Regions from separate parts of the Xenopus tropicalis genome. Here region 1 is linked to region 2. A link is a contact called in public Hi-C data. All regions are on one chromosome and are shown on one strand. Each heading gives the region's core, a stretch centred on a gene start, on an enhancer-like site or on the middle of the called end of the contact. The rest is flanking DNA. Distances are from core to core; before and after follow the strand shown.

What was found. Hi-C and Micro-C count contacts between places; a contact is called where the count stands out from the background.
Region 1: a Hi-C map of neurula embryo shows a contact between it and region 2, with 5 times the contacts expected there. The contact joins the promoter of ebpl here to the promoter of LOC100492496 in region 2. A contact is called at or near these places in 4 of 5 Hi-C or Micro-C datasets (brain, gastrula embryo, neurula embryo and 1 more).

Annotation. Positions count from the first base shown.
Region 1 is chr2:149,362,768-149,368,299 of UCB_Xtro_10.0, reverse strand. ebpl (emopamil-binding protein-like) reads left to right here and starts at 2,501. Exons shown (of 4, transcript XM_002935736.5): 1 at 2,501-2,838. The coding sequence starts at 2,548.
Region 2 is chr2:149,203,010-149,208,511 of UCB_Xtro_10.0, reverse strand. LOC100492496 (PHD finger protein 6) reads right to left here and starts at 2,435. Exons shown (of 6, transcript XM_012957871.3): 1 at 2,299-2,435; 2 at 1,279-1,416; 3 at 189-369. The coding sequence starts at 311. It overlaps setdb2 (SET domain bifurcated 2), which reads right to left. Exons shown (of 13, transcript NM_001102724.2): 13 at 4,163-5,502.

The DNA.
Region 1 (5,532 bases), core at 1,252-3,751, 160 kb before region 2:
TGTATCGCCACAATGATACAAGCGTATGTTTAAACTGCAAGATTTTTACTTGCTAAAGAATCTGTTTTAATAGAGCAGTTTGGCCTCTGATTATTTATAGGTTTTATAAATTTTAGAATCAATTTCTCTTTAAGGTGGCTCAAAACTGATTCAACTCTTGTGCACATAAAAATTGAGTTGAAGTTCATTGTGCCTTTTTTTCTTTCCCCTATCCCAGAGTTTAGAGTTGAAACTTCATATCGTTTAAGTGCATCCCATTCGCACCCTCGAGTCTAAATGTGTGGTGTTTAACTTAAAAGTTACCTTTAAAGTCAGAACTTGATATGGTCACATCGCAAAACGAAGCCTCGGTGACACTGTTACACGTGCAGTATTTTTTTTTTTTTTTTTCTTTCTAACCATTCAACCTCTAAATTTTACAAATAGTGTCAACTTGTTCAGTGTTGTCGGTGCTTGCAGGGAGCCTGGGAAATGGCAGTTCCGCCATGATGCTGCAACAGTTGTACCCGGAAGGAATTCTTTGGCAAGGAAACTTCATTGGCAGGTTGGAGTGTGTGCTAAAGCCTTTAAAGGGTATATGACTACTTTAAAGCGCTAACCAAGGGTTTTGGTTCGCTTTTCTGGGCCTGTGACCATATCAAGTTTTGACAGGGATTGCGTCATTGAAAAGTTACAAAAATAGAAAAAATGGAAAAAACAAAGATTATTGCTGCACTTTTAAGTTTTCAAAACAGTGTTTGAAAATGCATTTTCTTTTATAATAACTGTTTAAATAGACTAAAATGTTCTTTCAGAAGAGGCATCAAAATGTGTTCCTAATTTTGTATATGGGCTTAGGTTTTGTAACCAATAAAAAGCTGCTATCAAATACTATATTTTTATTTGTGTGTGTGTACGGCACTGACTCACATCATTGCTAATGGGAATGTTGGGTACTTGTGCACTATTAGTATCATACTGCCTTTGGCTTCAACCTTTACTTCATTGTGGGCCAGTTATACAACATAGCACTTGTACACAGATCAGATCAGATTATATTAATATAATAATCATACAAATACTAAATGGAGCCCTCCAGCAGGCATGGCATTGCAGTGCTATATGGAGAGCTAAAGCTCTGAAGCCAACCATGATTAGCACTGCTATCTCAAGCCTTCCCGGAGGCCTCCATATAGTATTTGAATTATTCACATCCGTGTTCTACCAAGCAATCTAAGGCTCACTTTCAATAGACAAAAGACGGTGGGAAGCACAGAAATAAAAGCATTTACTTCAGCTACCTGCCTGAGGCCTGATACTGGGAAGCCACAAACAATGCCACAGCCTGAGATGGAGATGTGCCGGGTCACTAAGATGGCCACACACAGATTTTCATACATTATAGACACCAGTATGCACTTAACCCAGGCTCCCACCTGACTGCAGGCTGATGTAATGGATTGGTGGACTTTGTTCATCCAGGTTGGTGACCAAATTGTGCATATATCTAACCAACTATCATTTGATTTTTTTTATTTACCTTTAAAGAAACAAATGACAATATTTTTGGCACTATGGCTAACTACAGCCTTTGTCCTGTGATTGAGCCCAGTGATGCACCTAGCAGGCAAATAAGGGTTGTGATTGGTTATTTGGCATCTCCACATGGACTGCTGGCCTACAGAAGGCTCTGCTTGGAGTAAAACTGTGTTTTTATGCTTCCAAAACTTGTCTCCAAGCCAAAAATTTAAAAAAAAACAAAATGGGCACCTACTTTGAGGCAACTGGGAGTGGTGAGCGACATGTTGCCCCTGAGCCACTCCTTGGAGATCACTGTTATAAACAATAATTAGTGATGTCATTGGCACTCAGTCATGTCTGTCAGACTCACTGTAAATTGTGTATCATAATAAATTATGACCCATGTTAAAAATTGTGAAGATAAAATGTCACCTCAGAATTCCATGACCTGTATAAAAGCACTCAGCCTTTGTCTTGGTACCTTTATATGGTTACAAAACCCCGCTGTGACTTATAATATGCTTATGGTTTACAAGATTGGGTACATTATACACTATATAATCTCTCCAACAAGTGTCAGTTGTGTGAGCAATACTGTGTTACAGTGAGATGTGAATAGACGCAGGTAAATGGGACAATGAGGCTACAGGGGTTATAGTCAGAAGGGGCCAGCTGTGGGAGTATGTATCAGTATCTACATGTATGCATCAGTATTTATCAGTTTCTATCAGTATCTATATGTATGCATCAGTTTCTATCAGTATCTACATGTATGCATCAGTTTCTATCAGTATCTATATGTATGCATCAGTATTTATCAGTTTCTATCAGTATCTATATGTATGCATCAGTATTTATCAGTTTCTATCAGTATCTATATGTATGCATCAGTATTTATCAGTTTCTATCAGTATCTATATGTATGTGTCAGTATCTATCAGTTTCTATCAGTATTTATCAGTAACCTACAGAAACTTGCACTTTGTAACACGGGAATGAGATAGAAGCTGGCAGCCGATGTTGCCATGGTGAGGGGGCGGGTTCCACATGAGCCGATCCTCCGATCAGCCAGTCAGCTCTGCGGTCTGTACCCCGGCCCTGACTCTCCCCGGGTTGGAAGCCAGTACTAGATGTGCGATTCCTCAGAGCGGAGCCATGGCAGAGTCAGCGCAGCCCCCAGCCTTAATCAGCTCCGTGACGGTGTGCTCCTTGGCTGCCTGTGCCGCTCAGCTGCTGCTCGGCTGGGCCCTTGCTCGGCGCCTGGGCGGGAAGAGTTCGGCCACTGACAGATGGGTGCTTGTCTGGCTCTTCTATGATGCCATTGTGCATTTCACCCTTGTGAGTATAAAGCTTGTGTCCCTCTATCAGTCGCAGCGACACAGGTGAGAGGGCACTGCCTGGCAGCTTTTCCCCACGTTTAGCCCTTTAATAGCGATATGCCATGTGTATTGCGCTATAGTTTGCCCCATTGTAATTCCCAGCAGCAACAGCACAGCCCCCTGCACCCACCCACCCACTGTATGCGAACCCCCCCTACTGTATGCGCAAAGGGCCCCCCTACTGTATGCGCAAAGGGCCCCCCTACTGTTTGCGAAAAAAACCCCTACTGTATGCGCAAAGGGCCCCCCTACTGTATGTGCCAAAGGGCCCCCTACTGTATGCGAAAAGGGCCCCTACTGTATGCGCAAAGGGCCCCCCTACTGTATGTGCAAAGGGCCCCCCATACTGTATGTGCAAAGGCCCCTACTGTATGTGCAAAGGGCCCCCCTACTGTATGCGCAAAGGGCCCCCCTACTGTATGCGCAAAGGGCCCCCTACTGTATGCGCAAAGGGCCCCCTACTGTAAAGGGCCCCCCTACTGTATGTGCAAAGGGCCCCCTACCCCCCTACTGTATGCGCAAGGGCCCCTACTGTATGTGCCCCCCTACTGTATGCCCCCTACTGTATGCGCCCCCTACTGTATGCGCAAAGGGCCCCCTACTGTATGCGCAAAGGGCCCCCTACTGTATTGTGGCCCCCTACTGTATGCGCAAAGGGCCCCTACTGTATGTGCAAAGGCCCCTACTGTATGCGCAAAGGGCCCCTACTGTATGCGCAAAGGGCCCCCTACTGTATGCGCAAAGGGCCCCCTACTGTATGTGCCAAAGGCCCCCCTACTGTATGCGCAAAAGTGCCCCCCTACTGTATGCGCAAAGGGCCCCCTACTGTATGCGCAAAAGGCCCCCCCTACTGTATGCGCAAAGGCTACTGTAAAAGGGCCCCTACTGTATGCGCAAAGGGCCCCCTACTGTATGCGCAAAGGGCCCCCTACTGTATGCGCAAAGGCCCCCTACTGTATGCGCCCCTACTGTATGCGCAAAGGGCCCCTACTGTATGCGCAAAGGGCCCCCCTACTGTATGCGCGCCCCCCTACTGTATGCGCAAAGGGCCCCCTACTGTATGCCCCTACTGATGTCCCTACTGTATGCCCCTACTGTATGCGCCCCCTACTGTATGCGCACTGCCCCCCTACTGTATGCGCAAAGGCCCCCCTACTGTATGCGCCCCCTACTGTATGCGCAAAGGCCCCTACTGTATGCGCAAAGGCCCCCCTACTGTATGCGCAAAGGGCCCCTACTGTATGTGCCTACCAAAGGCCCCCCTACTGTATGCGCAAACTACTGTATGTGCCAAAGGGCCCCCTACTGTATGCGCAAAGGCCCCCCTACTGTATGCGCCCCCTACTGTATGCGCAAAGGCCCCCCTACTGTATGCGCAAAGGCCCCCTACTGCCCCTATGTATGCGCAAAGGGCCCCCCTACTGTATGCGCAAAGGGCCCCCTACTGTATGGCCAAAGGCCCCTACTGTATGCAAAAGGCCCCCTACTGTATGCGCAAAGGGCCCCCCTACTGTATGCGCAAGGGCCCCCCTACTGTATGCGCAAAGGGCCCCTACTGTATGCGCAAAGGGCCCCCTACTGCCCCCTACTGTATGCGCAAAGGGGGCCCCCCTACTGTATGCGCAAAGGCCCCTACTGTATGCGCAAAGGGCCCCTACTGTATAAAGGCCCCCTACTGTATGTGCCAAAGGGCCCCCTACTGTATGCGCAAAGGCCCCCTACTGTATGCGCAAAGGCCCCCCTACTGTATGCCCCTACTGTATGCGCAAAGGGCCCCCCTACTGTATGCGCAAAGGCCCCTACTGTATGCGCGCCCCCTACTGTATGCGCAAAGGCCCCCTACTGTATGCGCCCCTACTGTATGCGGCAAAGGCCCCCTACTGTATGCGCAAAGGCCCCCTACTGTATGCGCAAAGGCCCCCTACTGTATGCGCAAAAGGCCCCTACTGTATGCGCAAAGGGCCCCTACTGTATGCGCAAAGGGCCCCTACGCAAAGGCCCCCTACTGTATGTGCGCAAAGGGGCCCCCTACTGTATGTGCCAAAGGGCCCCCTACTGTATGCGCAAAGGCCCCCCTACTGTATGCGCAAAGGGCCCCCTACTGTATGTGCCAAAGGGCCCCCTACTGTATGTGCCAAAGGCCCCCCTACTGTATGCGCAAAGGGCCCCCCTACTGTATGCGCAAAGGCCCCCCTACTGTATGCGCAAGGGCCCCCTACTGTATGGCCAAAGGCCCCCCTACTGTATGCGCAAAGGGCCCCCCTACTGTATGCGCAAAGGGCCCCCTACTGTATGCGCAAAGGCCCCCTACTGTATGCGCAAAGGCCCCCTACTGTATGCGCAAAGGGCCCCCTACTGTATGTGCCAAAGGCCCCCTACTGTATGCGCAAAAGGCCCCCCTACTGTATGCGCAAAGGGCCCCCCTACTGTATGCGCAAAGGGCCCCCTACTGTATGCGCAAAGGGCCCCCTACTGTATGCGCAAAGGCCCCCCTACTGTATGCGCAAAGGCCCCCCTACTGTATGTGCCAAAGGCCCCCCTACTGTATGCGCAAAGGGCCCTTTGCGCAAAAGGCCCCCCTACTGTATGCGCAAAGGCCCCCCTACTGTATGCGCAAAGGCCCCCCCCCTACTGTATGCGCAAAGGGCCCCCC
Region 2 (5,502 bases), core at 1,186-3,685:
AAGTTTATAATACCATCAGCAAAAACAGTTTATTACTATCTCTAATCCAATCCTATTACAAGAGTAGTTCGGTACAATGCTAGTAAACACAAGCTTGGGAAATTAGGAACAACTCACATATTAAACAAGAGGTAACATAACAGATATAACTATGAATAATTTTTGCCCTCACCACACTGGCAACTCACCATACAGTTAAAATGGGCTGTTACATGATTATCACGGGTTTTTAACAAGCGGCCAGTCTCCTCATTCTGCTCCCTCAGATGACAGAAGGCACACTCTCTCCGAGGTGGTGTACAATTCGGCATGGCAGTGCTGAGATGCTCTTGCAATTAGGAAGGTTCTTACTGAATCAGTTTCGCAGACCTCAAACATAAAATAGAAAGCTTTAACAATTTCACTTCCACTTTCTGAATGCAAAAGGCGTGTCCATATCATTGTAGCAATTCATACTCATGGGCAGAGGTGTGTGTTTAAAGGAATTTGAGACAGACCCATTTCTGTTATATACATACATTTTAGAACTAACATGGTCAGCTCTTCTCAATCCCTTGTCTGCTATCACTTTTATGGCCCCTCGAGGATGTCTTAGGTAGATGGTCCACGGATTGAATTAGTTGCACGTGATAGATCTCTGCTATCGTAGGCGACTAACTGCTCCAAAATGCCTTTCTACCTGCAGCAACAGAAGTCGCCGGCGGAAGGGCATACACGTTGCTGTGGCTTCTTGAAGTTGTGAAAAGTTTCTTCCTGCAGACAACTTCACGTGAGTTCAGAAAACTGAACGTTTGTCTTTCTACCAGCGACTACCCCTTTATCATAATACTTAATAATACAGTAAGGAGTCTGTTATGAAAATATTTTCATTTATGCAAGTAGGAAAGAGAAAAAAGTACTTGCATCCCCAGAAAAGTTGTGAGAGGGTAATAACTATAGCCATCAGAACAAGCCAGACATGAGATGGAGAAGCTTAACTAGAGTAGGAGGTAGTTAATGTTATAGCTAACCATATGGGTGAGAAACAGTCAAGGCAGTGAGCAAAGGCAGCTTTAGTCCACCGAGGGGGACCTAGTACCATGCTGGGTGCACCACGAGATAAGTCTCAAGTGAGTAGTGCAGGGTATGTATACCTCATGTTCCACCCAGTATTTGAAAGAAACAAATTAGACCACACCCCAACAATGCACTGAAACTCCCATCAAACTGCCCAAACCCCACTACCATTTTTGAGTCCATAATGTGGGTAGAGTTGGCACTTTTTAAAATAAAACTTACCAGCTGGGGAGGGCACTCCAGGAGTAAAGGGTGGATCTGGGATGTCAGCAGGTGGATCAAAGCAGGTGGAGCTATGACATGTGGGCACCACGGGCGGATGATAATTTGTTTGGGAAGGCTAATTCAGTTTAAGCTCTGCTACAGATCAGAAGATAGTGAAATGGTATGTAAAAATTTATTATTATTCAAAAATGCAAGTAAATTTCCAAACAGCAGTTGATAATACACAGAGATGAAAACACTAAATATCTGCTTAAGAGAAATCATTTGTCCATGTAAGTTCTTTAGGGCAGGGCACACATTACCTCTTGTCTAGGTCATATCATTGTATGGAATCTGTATGTTCAATGCATACACCCATGTATTGTGCAACACTGTGGACTATGTTTGCATTTTATACTCAACATATACCATGTACACAGATACACAACTATACCCTGCCACACATATTGTACACACATACTCATACAGTGGCGTAACTAAGTATACAGCAGACTCCACGGACACAGGGGGGCCCAGACCATGGGATCTGCTGTACCATAGTCCCCCCTCCCCGGCCCTTCTCCTTTAAATATAGTGGCGCGGTCAGAGCCGGGAGGTGCAGCACGAGGGTGGGGGGGGGGGGGGCACAAAGGCCCAGGCCTAGGGCAGCACAAATTTAGCCCAGCCGTATCTAAACTTTGCTCACATATGAAGCACTGGGGACAGGACGCGCAGAAAACTTCCATGTTTCCCAGTGCTTTAGTATGTGGATGCACATGGGCAATCCTGAGAGAGGGGAGGGGCTATGGGGGTCAGCCTCTGGGTGCCCTAATTACACATCCAGTGTAGGGTACATGTACAGCTCTACTGCACACAAAGGCACTGACTGCCCCCACCCCCCTTAGCTTCTGCTAAGGATTCAGCTCCCAGCGAGCATTACACGCCCACAAGGATCATGTGACACTACAGAGTGAGAAACTTGGGAAATGACTGTTCTCTAAGCAAGTGGCAGCCATCCCTGTCCTACAACAGCCTTACCACACTTCCATTATTCTCACAAATATGCTTTCCCCACATCTTCAGCAACTTCTACAAATTCAATCCAGAGCTGTCTCCTGCACCACCAGCCAATCAGAGTATGGATAAGTGATTGACTTACCACAAATCCAATCAAAGTATAACTGAAGTGTTAATCTGTAAGCCAATCAGAGCATTATGTTCAATGTTTCTTCAGGTCACAGCAGAGCCACACCCACTCTAACTCTAAGCTAAAGGAACAGTTCGGTGTAAAAATGAAACTGGGTAAATACATAGGCTGTGCAAAATAAAAAGATTTTTTTAATATAGTTAGTTAGCCAAAAATGTAATCTATAAAGGCTGGAGTGAACAGATATCGTATGAAGTAGCCAGAACACAAGCTGTTCTGTATTTGCTTTTGATCCTCACATGTGTGCTCATGATCATGTTTGTTGTACAGGTATGGGATCGCTTATCCAGAAAGCTCCAAATTATGGAAAGGCCATCTCCCATAGACTCCCATTATAAGCAAATAATTCTAATTTTTAAAATGTATTTAATTTTTCTCTATAATAATAAAACAGTACCTTGTACTTGATACCAACTAAGATATAATTAATCCTTATTGGGGGCAGAACAATCCTATTGGGTTTATTCAATATTTAAATGATTTTTAGCAGACAAGCTATGGAGATCCAAATTACGGAAAGATCCCTTATCCAGAAAACCCCAGGTCCCAAGCATTCTAGATAACAGGTCCCATACCTGTATTAGTCCTTTATGTTGCATGTTGTTAATTGTGCAATAAACTAAACTGTGTTCTTGCAATTTAAGCAGTTCCCATTGCCACGTTTGTGGGCACCCAAGGCAAGCCCCTGCCCCAAATCCCACCCACTCATTTCCTTGGCTAACCACTACAGAGCTATCTACCTCAGTTAATTGAAATTCGGGAGACCCTGCTAAAATTTTCGTGACTAACCAGATGTGACATCATGTGCACGCACTAATGCTCTCCTGAAGACGCTGAAAGCTACCCGTACATGCACTTATACTCCCCTACAGTGCATTCATGCCCCAAAACTTAAAAAAAAAATCAGGAAAATGCAGTAGGGTGATAAGAGACCAGAGGCAAGGGCAATAAAGGGGTATTTCCTGAAAATACAGGTGGAGTTGACAGCTTTGCCATTATGCCTACAGGCATAATGATGCCCTGGTTTCACCACTTCCCTCTATTCTGTCACTGACTGCCCTGGAGTAGCTATCATGGCCAAAGACATGCTTTCTCTGTGCAATAAACCTTATATAGGCTCTAGGGCTTTTAGTCTCCTTCTTCCTATGTTTCCTGGGGAAAACCCTAGAAAGGCCCAAGATTAGGAACTGCTGCCACCTACTGTACTACACAGGAATTGTAAATTACAGAACAATATAATGCACCCCCTTACAGGTGGGGTGTATTTATATACAGGCACCAAAGAGCAGATAAGCTGTGTACAATACAATGGTGTTACAGAGTCTGTATTTGCCACGTAACCTGTGCCATTTGGCCCTATTCCAGTTTGAAAAGCTACCCCCATGGCTACACAGCAGTTTTGTTTATATAAACTATAGTAGGGTTTCTAAAGCAAACACACAATGTTTACCAGAGCAGAACAGTACATTATATTTTAATTACTATAAATCACTTATTTTTTGCTGTAATTGTTCCAATGAGGCCAATTCTACCACAAGTCTATTATTTTACACATGGTAACCGTTCAAGACTGTTGTGGCATCAGCCTTAATATATTAGATGATTAAGTTGGATTGATTGTCATAGTAAGAAACAGAGATGAAAAATTTGTTGTTATTGAACAGATGTAACAAAGAAAATACCCAAACACACAGCTTTACAAAAATAATGTATTATTTATAAAAATAGCATTCTTAAGGTATAACAGTTGATACAAGTGTGTTTATTACAATGCAAAATAAAACAATAAGTCATTGCAGATTTCTGTTGCTCTTGGATGTTTACAATGTTTGAATGCAAGCTCTGCACCTCTAACCCCTTCTTTAAACAGAAACTATCATGAAATTACATTTTAAATTTATTTGTCATTATCTGGGTTGGTCACTAAGTCTAATCTATTTTAAATTCTGTCAAGTTCTAAAGAAGAGATATTAGGGACATTTACGAAGTCAGTGCATGGTGCAAAATGTCATCTTTGGATGCAAAGTGACATGTTTTACCCACAGTTCTATGTTTTACCCAGAATTCCAGTGTCAACGTAGGTGCACACTAATATGCATACGCTAAAATGTCTGTTTAATGCAACAATACATATTCTCATTAGCATGGGTGTTTTGCAAATTGCATGAATGTTGCTAAAAAATATTTACGTTGTGGGAATGGCATGATTTCCAGGATTCTAATAAGGCCATCAGCATCTGAATTTGCCTTGCACAAGTTGGTAGCAGTTATTGATGCAACTCACTACCTTTACATTGGTAATATAAAGTTAGGTTATGTTCTATTCATTATCAAATGGTGCGTTCTGACTTTTAATCACTGATAAATACACTTTTAAAAATCCCATAGGAATGAACAGAACATGAGTTTTTATGTATTAAGCTCTAAACTCACATTTCGATAAGTCTGCCCCTTACAGTAGTGTCTAGATCTATTCCAGTTTTTTGCATTCTATAACAGTTACATTCAACAATATGTTGTTTGATTTGCACTGCTAAAAACTGATGCTAAGATCCAATGCTACCAGCCAGCAGTAGCCAAAAGAGCACAAGTGCGGGGATGAGTGGTGTCAGGCTGGAGCTAACATCTCTTATCTTTGGAACGATTAAAAATTTATAACAGATTATACAGAGAGATTTGATTCAATATACAAAAAGAAGGTAGAATGTAACATTGTGTGTCTAAAACCACATGGTAGTATATTATACGCATATTCAATACAGATACTGTATAAGTATACAAAGCAACCAATACATAACCCTCGATCTCTGGAATTTTATCATTTAAAGGCTAAACTAAGCTTAATTAGATTTTCTTTCTTTTTTTAGTGCAGTTATCGCCCCACAATTATTTTGCTGACATTAAATATGAAGAAATGTATTAAAGAAGAACTAAAACCAAAATATGAATTGATGAAAAGGTGCCAATTCAGCGGCGTAATGACAGGGAGCCAGGTCCATTGTAGTAGGTGTGCAAATTTTACGGTAGTAGAGTGG